Linked DNA regions of Sus scrofa: region 1 is linked to region 2. A link is a contact called in public HiChIP or PLAC-seq data. All regions are on one chromosome and are shown on one strand. The core of a region is the stretch at or near the end of the contact, and the rest is flanking DNA. Distances in the headings are between cores, read along the strand shown. Region 1 has its middle 57 kb from the start of DAAM1. Region 2 overlaps KIAA0586 (protein TALPID3).

What was found. HiChIP or PLAC-seq counts read pairs in DNA pulled down with a chosen protein or histone mark.
Region 1: a contact with region 2 is called in an H3K27ac HiChIP or PLAC-seq map of skeletal muscle, with 8 times the contacts expected there. The contact joins two enhancer-like sites. A contact is called at or near these places in 11 of 47 Hi-C or Micro-C datasets (alveolar macrophages, embryonic fibroblasts, epiblast stem cells and 7 more) and 1 of 2 datasets of contacts at active chromatin or transcription factors (skeletal muscle).

The regions. Positions count from the first base shown.
Region 1 is chr1:188,275,739-188,281,062 of Sscrofa11.1, reverse strand. No RefSeq gene overlaps it. Among named protein-coding and RNA genes, the nearest start is that of DAAM1, 57 kb to the left of the region's middle. Within about 2 kb of position 3,387, at least 8 of the 83 cell types and tissues checked have an H3K27ac peak or open chromatin away from gene starts, as enhancers often do.
Region 2 is chr1:187,583,942-187,589,272 of Sscrofa11.1, reverse strand. All of the region lies in intron 29 of KIAA0586 (protein TALPID3), which reads right to left. Among named protein-coding and RNA genes, the nearest start is that of KIAA0586, 82 kb to the right of the region's middle. Within about 2 kb of position 3,887, at least 4 of the 83 cell types and tissues checked have an H3K27ac peak or open chromatin away from gene starts, as enhancers often do.

The sequences.
Region 1 (5,324 bases), core at 2,138-4,637, 690 kb before region 2:
GAGGCCCTTTATAAAAACTTGCATCATTCACTCCCCTTAAGCCTTTTCACTCTCCAAGGTCTCTCCAGCTCCCTCCCTCAAGTTTTCTTATCTTTTCAGGAAAATGACACTGGACTTTATCACATAAACACCATGTTCTGAGCACTTCATGTTCTTTTCCTTTCGGAGCTTAAGAAACCTTTTTGGTTTTTGTTTTGTTTCTCCTTTTAAACTTGCTTCTGCCATAGGTGGAAGAACCTATTATAAAATTCAACACAGGCTTTTGCCTCTTCATTCTTTTGTTCTTCCTGAAATTTTTTGGTGCCCTCTCTTCACTGGGGCAATAAGCTTCAGCATTCATGTCCAGTATAAATGATAGAAGGACTGGATAATAAAAAGAAATTACCAAGAAAGAGAGATTAAAAGCCTTATTCCTGTTACATATATGTGATTGTGCAACTTTTGCACCTCACATTGTAAAAGCTTTTTGCAGGGCTCACCAAACGTTTCATTTCCACTCTTTGGAGATGGAGGATAGCACTGCCTGCTGCTGGCCTTGGATGGGGCACAGGGAGTTATACAGAGTTGACTAGCAGTGGATCGGCCACAAAAGAGCCTGAGTCATCAGGAATCAGCGTTGAGAGGTATCAGTTGTAGAGAACCTTCCATCTACATGGACAGAACCAATAAAATATCTGAAGGGAGTGTAAAGTGTGTATATATGTGCTTCAAAATTATTGGCAACACATAGCTGTTTCACTGCCAATAAACGGCCATTCATTTTTTTCCCCTATAATTCGCTTCAGCTTCATTCTGGACTCATTTGAATAGGAAGCCGACGTGATGTCTACCAAAAAAATCATTTTAATCTCCAGTTCCATAAAACAATCTAAGACACTTGGATAGCTCATTTTCCTGGAATGAAGGTTGTAGCAACTAAAGTGCCTCTAATTTTATTTTTAGAAACTGGTCGGTGCAGTTTACATTGAATTAAATCTCATTCCTTTCTGTGACAGTGGAGGAGGTGTTTTAAATCTCAGCCAGTGGGTAAAGGACGATTTGTTCCTGATCTAGATTTGTTTTGCTTCGAAGAAGCCAGCTGAGTCTATTAATAAAACAAATGCTGTTTTTGTTTCATTGAGAAGCCACAACATGTATGGTCTCTGCCTGACAATCAGAGACAAAAACAAATTGTGATAAAAAATATTTAATTTTTTATATTACAATGAGTCAACCTGACATGGAGTCAAGGGACTGGTCCTGAAGAGTGACAATCACATTTACTGCATTCCAGAGCCAAAAATGCTTTGCAGCCTCTGCCTGCAAGTGCTTCTTCATGTAAACCCCAAGTCTTTGCAGATCCATATGCAACCTTTAAAGATAATCTATACCTCAGCTGGTTCCTAAGCCTCAAAATCACTGCCCACAGACAAAAGCATAATTTAGGAAAGAAACTCTCATAAAAATACACAGATGAAATATAGGTTGAACAGGGTGTGTAATTACTGGTACATTACTGATCATTACCGGTGCATTAGGACTTTGCTCTGATTAAAGAGATACTAAATCTTCAAGGAATTAAATAATTTTTAAAAGGCCAAGTGACAGTTAATGATGGATTTCTAAGTCCCACTAGGAAAAACTAAAAAGTGCATTTATGTGGGAGGTAATTTTTTGAGTTTCTCGAAAGACAGGATAAACACTATCATTTTTGGTTCAAATGCGGAGATTGAATAACAAGTAAATCTTTGGTAAACCCCTTGCAGTCTGGAATTGGCTCAGAAAAAGCAGAAAGGAGAATTCAGCAAAGCCACAAGGATGAGAGCTGTTGGCTGATAAGATGACAACCCCCAAAGTATAGCTGCTGAAGAGATTTATGTGCAAACCTCAGACCACTTGTATTAAGTGATGGGCCCTCAGCATATGCTACCAATCAATTGTTTGTATCCTGTCTGCTGACTTCTTTTAAAGTTAACATCGTTTTTACGTTCGTGTTTGTTATTTCCCCCAACCTTTTATTTTGAAAACATTCAAAACTAGAGAAATGTGGAAAGGATAGTAGGATAAACACCCTTATACCATTCACCTGGATTTGTGGCTTGCTAATGTTTTATCACATTTGTGATACATTTGTGTCTTCTTTGTGTACCTCTCCCCCAGCTATTTGCAAGTAAGTTGCCGCCCCATGTACCTCCCCAAAGCCAGAATGTTCTAGCACAGAAACAATCACCATGCCATTATCACACACCAGGAATTTACCGTGGTTATAAAAATAGTATTTGATTACACAGAACATACTTACAATTTCCACATTGTTCCCAAAATGTCCTTTATAGCTCTTTTGTTTCCGATCTCAGTCCCATCAAGAATAATGGATTATATTTGGTTGTCTTTGTCTCCTTAAATCTAGAACGAGGGTCAGCATTTTCTGTAAAAGATTGGACATAAATACAAATGTTTATATGTAATATAACATATTAGGATGATAACATAAACATTTTAGGCTTTGCAGTTCATACTATTTCTTCCCCAATTATAGCTTCATTGTTGGAGTGCCAAAACAGCCATAGGCGGTACATAAAGGAATGGATGTGGTGATTTTAATAAAATCTTATTTATGGATACCAAATTTTGAAATTCATATAATATTCACATACACAAAGTATATTACTTTTTCTTTTGTTCCTTTTCAACCATTTAAAAATATACAAACCATTCACAGCTCACAGGTTGCAAAAACTGTATGTGACAGGATTTGGACCAGGGATCATAATTTGCTGACTTAATATTTAAAGCAATTCCCTGCCTTTTTTTTTTCTTTTTTTTTTTTTTTTTTGGCTGCTCCTGTGGCATGCAGAAGTTCCCAGGCCAGGATTGAACCTGAGCCTCAGCAGTAACAACACTGGATCCTTAACCTGCTGAGCCACCAAGGAACTCCAACTGCATTTTTCTTTTTTTTAAGCAAACATTTTATTGAAGTATGTGGAAATACATAAAATTTTAAGTGGACTGACCGCTTCATGATGTTTCACAAAGTGAACACACTCACTAAATAAACTCAGAATAAGAAATACCTATGACTTTATTTAAAAAACAAACAAACAATAAAACACTTGTTGGTGTCGCATCTGATGACCTACGAATGGTTAGCACTGGATCCAAGTGTGCAATTATAGATTACTTCTAGAAATGTCTTTGACTGTTATCAGAGTCCCTATACTCTGTCTCCACAACAAGGAGAGCTGCAGTGATCCAAATGTTTCAGTCTTGACAATTAACCTGCCTATTGGGCCAGCCCAGCCAAGCCTCACTTTTGGAGCTATTTCAGAGGGCATGATGACTCCTGTAGTTTCCTTTAACTGCTTACACTCTTGGCCAGCTCTCTCCCAGCAATGTGGATCAGCTCCGAGGGAGGGTGCCCAGGCAGGAAGTTACTATTTTAAGAACAAGCTCAGCCAAAGGTAGACAGCAGAAGAACCCACAGTCTGTCAGGAATGGGCTAAATGCAATTCACTTCTGTCAGAAACTGGCTGTGATGATTTGAAACCAGGACAGAGTCATGAGGGAAGGAAGCCATGGCTCCTGAGGGCTTAACTGGCTGACAAGACCACTCAAGACAATTGCAGTGTCCTGTTTGCTATATTTTATTTGCCATGGGGTGCAAAAATCTCTTGGCTTGGTAAAAACAGAACTTGACCAGGCTCTTTTAGACAGGGGAGTGGTGATGAGTGACTCATGGGATCTCCTTCTGAAACAGAAATAAGCTGCCCCACAAGTTCCCTCTGGTAGGTCCCAGATTTCCTATTTAGCCTGGGCATTTTAAGTCTGTTTACAGTGTTTCTAGGGATTATTCTCAGTATGAAGAGGGGGTTAATGCTTTCTTTCGGGACACAGAGCCTAGCATCAGTTGCATCTTCTCTGAAGATGGCAGAATTGGGTGGATGCTGGTTTAGGAAATCTGTCTTAATGTGAGAGATGTACAAATACATGATGGTCCAAACTTGAGCCTCAGCACGTGGGCTCAGTTACTCAGTTTTATACAAGCAAATTTGTTTGCAGAAGCTTAATCCCAAGGCTGGGTCCACTGCGGGACTTTAATAATCCCCTAGAGGATCTCACACTCACATTCCAAAATAAAGACTGCATTTGAGAGGCTCGAATTCAACACCAAAGAATTGATCAGACTAGGGACCCAGTTTCTCTTCTGAGGTTCTCAAGCTCTTCGTTTTTCCTTCTACTCTCTGACCTAATTTTATCTTTATCTCTAGCACCTGCCCCCCCAACCCCAAGCTATTTTCATTTGGCTGAAAGAATTTAATTTTTTTTTTGTCTTTTTAGGGCCACTCCTGTGGTATATGGAGGTTCCCAGGCTAGGGGTCTAATCAGAGATGTAGCTGCTAGCCTATGCTCAGCCACAGCAATGTGGGATCTGAGCCTCATTTGTGACCTACATCACAGCTCACGGCAACGCTGGAACCTTAAGTCACTGAGCGAGGCCAGGGATCAAAACTGTGTCCTCATGGATGCTAGTCAGATTTGTTTCTGCTGAGCCATAAAGGGAACTCCACATTTAATTATTAAGCTCTTCAATTTTGTCAAGATTTTTTTTAATGTTCACATTCCCAATAATAAAATGGCACAGTTAAACTAAACAAAATGGCAGAGGATCTTTAATAGAGAAGAGAAACCAATCAGATATAATGTATCAGGGAATTCTGGTTTGGAAAGGAAAAACAAAGATGCGATGAATCCTGGTAGCTTTTTCTTTTTATTTATCACAGAGCAACAAGATGATGGCCTTTCTTCTTTTCATTTATGATAGGGCAGAGTTATGGTTGTTAAGTAAATCCCATTCTCTGGCTTTCCCACTAAGCTCACGTTTCTAGCTCAAAGCATCATAAATAACCAATGAAGAAAAATACTGCCTAAACATTGAGATGATTTGCATAAAAGTCCACATTAAAAATGCATGATGGGTATAAGGACTTAATTTTAGCCACAGTGCAGTTTCTGTGTTTTGCTGCGGTCATATTTTTCTTTGCATTTTCTGTCTTAGCTATTTAACTTTGAAGCCCACTGAAGATGAAAAATGGGCATTTATGGAGCAGGCGCATATGGCTTTAGCGGTTCAGTTGCTGACCTGGCATTTTGCCCTCTGTAGCGTCAGCCATTGCCTTCTCAACCACGAGCTCTAACTAGCAAAACGATCTCAAGAGGTGGTGGAGAGAAGATAGAGAAGTAGATGTTCAGTGACGGTGTGCAATTTGACTATGTTATTTCTCTTGCCCGTAAATAGTCTAGCACACAACTTATTGCTCCTGCTACCCCAGCTATGTGAATTCTAG
Region 2 (5,331 bases), core at 2,638-5,137:
TATATTCTTTCCATATAATTTTTAAAAATTTTTATATAGTTATTTACATCTTTTATAAATAACTCCTGTGTTTTCATCGCATGGTTAGGTTTCTCCAGCACAAGTTTGTACCTGTAGTCTCCTGAATTCTTTTTACGAGTTCATATTTAGTATAAATTTGTACTAAATTGGAGCTACAGCTCCAATTCGACCCCTAGCCTGGGAATCTCCATATGCTGTAGGTGCAGCCCTAAAAAAAAAAAAAAAAAAAAAAAAAAAAAAGCAAAAAATAAAATAAAGTAAAATAAAATGCAGAACGAGCTCTTACAAAGTAACTTCCGTAGGTAACTCACAGAAGAGCAAATTCAAATATCCAACAAGCTTACAAGTAGTCAGACATTTCTGCTCTAGCACTGTTTACAATGGGGGGGGGAATGAAAATAAAGTAAATACCCATCAATAGAGCAACAACTGATAAATTATTGGTAATCCACATTAAAAGGTCTTATACAGTCAATATAAAGAATGAATTTAAGGAATACTATTTGACCTGGAGTAATTTCCACAGGGTTTACCAGATGAAAAAAAAAAAAAAAAAAAAACCACAGGCAAGTGTGCATGGATATGATCCCAACTTGCAAAATCACAACAAATACACACACATCATGTGTACCAATTATGTTACTGTATGTATGCATGCATATAATTATATGCATAAGTGAAAAAACCAAGAAGGTTACATATCAGAATCTTAACATAAGTTACCTGAGGTAAGGCATAAAATGGGATAGGAGAAAATGTGAGGAGGAGGGGTAGATGGAGAGCATCCCCAAAAAAGAACCCATAATTTAAAGTAATTCATAATACAATCACATTTTATTTTTACGTAAAAGAAAAAAATTTAAAAGACACAAGGTGATTGTGATAAAAGAAGAAAAAAAATTAAACGTAGAAACAAAGGAAGTATATAATCAAACAGCTCCCCAAACCATTAAAAGTGCCTAATAGGTTTCAGCTCATACTACACCCTATCATTTAACGTGTATTTACCAACCATGCTACATACTCTGCTGGATGACAGGGATATGACAGTGAACAAGATACAGTCTCCACTCTCAAGTGAGATTACAAACCAGTATGATCAGGGCAACATCAGGCAGGAGACAGTACAGGAATACACAGAGAGAGTGTATCTGACGGCATCTAACCTAATGCTAAGGGGTCAGGAGAAGATTCCATGACAGCAATCAAACAACATTTCAATTTGCTGTGTAACTTCTAAAAGGTACATTCATTGAGTATAATGTACATTAGTGAGCCCTCTGTTTAAGAGGGATGCTTAAAGTATTATTCCATTCAAGTCAAATTTAATGCTTGAAATATGAAATCCCTAATTTTACTTTTCTAGAATCTTATTGCTATGAAAAAGCAATCATAGTAGACTTTCAGAGAAGATTAAGTCCCCATGAATGGCCGGTGCCAGCAGCAGCTTTGGTTCTTTAAAGTCCAATAAATTATTCCATTTGGATGAAACCCAAAGGTACCTCAAATTCCACATGGATAAAACCCCACTCATTCTTATTTCCTCCTAATTCTGTCTTTCCTCCACATTCCCTCTCTCTCTCAGTGAATGCAAATACCGTCCATCTAATCATTCTAGCCAGAAACCTGGAGATTTCTTAGACCTTCTCTTCTTTTGCACCTCTTATATTGAAACTAAGTCTTGCCCATTCTCCTTAAATGTCTCTCAAATCTCCCTTTTTATATATTCTCACTAGTGAATAATGTCTCACCAGGTTTGCTTTAATAACTATATAAAAGCTGGAGGCTCCTTGCTCCCAGTCTTAATCCTTTCAATCTGTCCATCACAGTGCACCTCACATGAGCTTGCCAAATAAAAAGTAAACATGATCATATGGCTCATTTATGCAAAAATTTTTTTTCTTTTTTTTAGGGCTGCACCCTCGGCATATGGAGGTTCCCAGGCTAGGGGTTGAATAGGAACTACAGTTGCTGGCCTACACCACAGCCACAGCAACGCAAGATCTGATCCACATCTGCAACCTACACCACAGCTCATGGCAACACCAGATCCTTAACCCACTGAGCAAGGCCAGGGATCAAACCTGCATCCTCATGGACACTAGTAGGGTTCGTTAACCACTGAGCCACAACAGGAACTCCAATTTATATGTAATCCTTAAGGGAATCTGTGAATATCACAAAACATTCAGAATTTAGAGAAACTCGAGACTGAATTTTCCAAGGGAATAAATACAAAATAAGATTGGAATTCTTTTCTATTTTGCACACAAATGGACCTCTGCTGTCTTCCAGTAAATCCAAAAACAGCTTGGTATTATCATCCATATTCACATGGTTTCTGCTTACTCTCCCAATCTCATTGCATCCCAAGATCTAATTCACTGATAAAGTACTTACATGTCCCTGCTTAAGTATCACTGTCTGGCCATCCCCTTGTCTCACTGCATATTCTGCCTGGAAGGTTTCTCCTACACTTACTACAGGGTCATCATCTTTTTTTGTCTTTCTTTTTTTTTTTTTTTTTGTCTTTTTGCCTTTTCTAGGGCCACACCCGCAGCATTTAGAGGGTCCTAGGCTAGCGGTCTATTCAGAGCTGTAGCCACCAGCCTATGCCAGAGCCACAGCAACTTGGGATCTGAGCTGCATCTGTGACCCTACACCACAGCTCATGGCAATGCTGGCTCCTTAACCCACTGAGTGAGGCCAGGGATTGAACCCACAACCTCATGGTTCCTAGTCAGATTTGTTAGACACTGAGCCACGACAGGAACTCCACCATCATCTATTCATCATTGAGAATTCATTTCAAGTAAGCTCCCCACATATGAAGTCTTTCTTGACTGCCCTCCCCAGATACACTTGACCTGTACTCCCACCCTACATGGACTTCCTCACAATAACTGTAATAATTTACCACATGTTTTTGCCTTGTCATTTACTACCTCTACTAGAGAAAAAAACTCATTATGGATAGGGCCTTACCAGGTTTTATATTCCTTTTACCTAGAATGAACTTAGAGCAGAAATAAGCACTCAAAAAAATCTTTTCTGAATAGGTAAATGAACAAAATGGAACATGCATATCACACTTCATCATTTGGCTAATTCCTCTGAGATTCAGTTTCACATTGGCTCGTGTGGGAAACCTTCTCTGAGCCGTCATGTGTGGGCTATTTTTCCTCCGTGCTCCTACAGCAGTCTGCGCTGTTGCACTAATCACACAATATTATAATTGTTATCTTATTTCTCCTACACAAATCTGTAAACTCCCTTGAGGGCAGATGTCTACCATCTCTTATCTCAGGACTCTGATACAGTACTAATATGGCAGCAGGTACACATGAGGTATTCAATGTAAGTTTGCTAAGAAAATGAAGAGTTCTAATTGGTAGTTAAGTCCCAGGGTCCTCACAGTTTGTTCAAAATTCCAGTTTACATTTTAGGATTCTCAAGACAATTCTTCAAAGCCTATTTAGCATCTTTTTGTTACTCAATCCAACTTGAGAGCCTCAGAATTAGAAACAGTGGTAGGGGGCTATAGGTTGCCAAGTAGGACACTTTCTGCAAGTGAGCAGGGATACAGACAGGCAACATAATAAGATGGGAGCCTTTGTAAACGAAGTTATTAAAAATCAACAGGAAAGGCCTGAGATTAGCCAATAGCAAAAGTAATGATACATGGATTTCATTCTTCGACAGTAACCATAACGTAACAGGATATTTAAAACAAGAGGAACAAGCTAGTTCACTCTAGCACCGTCCTTTTAGGCAACTGTGCATAGTCTCTGGTTCTATTAAATACATTTGAAAAGATATTTTTACATACGCCAAGCATTACTAAAAAGAGTAACAGTCGTCATGTATCAAGCTAAGTGCTAACTATTTTACATGCATTGTCACCTACTAACTACTTTACATGGATTGTTATCCCTAATAACCTTATGAAGTAGATGTTTTTGTGGTAACAAACCTCTACAATGACCCCTAATACATGAGTCCTGGCAGTCGCACCTTTCTGTAATCCCCTATTATATTATTCCAGGATAGGTCTGTGTTATCAACAGAATGTGGCAGAAGAAATGACATGTCACATCTAAAATTAGGTTATGAAAGACACTGTGGTTTCCATCTTGGTTGCTCACTTTCTCTCAGGTCATCCACTCTGGGAATAGTCAGCTTTCGTGTCATGAGCAGCTGTATAGGAAGGTTCATGTAGTAAGGAACTGAGGCATCTTGCCATCAACCATGTGAGTGAGCCTGGAAAGCAGCTCCTCCAACCCTAGTTAAAGCTTTCAGATGACCAAAGCCTCACCAACAGCTTGACTACACCCTCAAGAGATCCTGAGAACCATGCAGATACGCCACTCCTAGATTCACGACTTTGCAAAACTATGTGAGACAATAAATGTTTGCTATCTTCAGCTGTTAAATTTTGCGGTAAACCTATTAAAATAATAATAATTTTAAAAATTGGGAGGTAATTTGCTACAGAGCAAAAGATAACTAATACACAAATATCATCCCCACTTCATAGATGAATTAACTTGGGCTCAAAAAGATTAAATTATTTGCCCAAATATACAGAGCTGGAAGTGATTCCTGAAACTCCAAAAGCTCAAACTCCTAGACATTCTCTTATACTGACTCATCTATATACTCAATCTTATGCCACATTACTTATTGTTTTTTCTAATTGAACAAAATAAATATCTACAATTTACCTACAACTAAAAATGCACTATACCCATAGGTAATCTGCTAGGTGCTACCAGGGTATAAGGGGGAGCTGAACAGGATGTATCCTCACGGATTTCACTTCTAACAAGTAAGTACCTCCTTGTTCCCAAGTACCAAGCAGCTCTCAAGTGATCTGCAAGAGCCATCTAGTGTCAATTCTATGTAATTGCAGTCTGCACAGTTGACAAAGAAACAAAAGTCACATTTTATGCCACTTTGAATCATAATTTAAAAGAATGTAAAAAATTTAATACTCTTATGCACATAAAATGAGAACAAATTCAAATATTACTTTACATTTATTGCTATAGAAAACTCAGTCTTGAATTTCTCTCAGTTCTGAATGATACAAGGTGTTTGCTCAATATAAAACTGACATGAGGATGTGGCACAGTGGGTTAAGAATCCTACTGCAGGAGTTCCCGTCATGGCGCAGTGGTTAACAAATCCGACTAGGAACCATGAGGTTGCGGGTTCGGTCCCTGTCCTTGCTCAGTGGGTTAACGATCCGGCGCTGCCGTGAGCTGTGGTGTAGGTTGCAGACGCGGCTCAGATCCTGCGTTGCTGTGG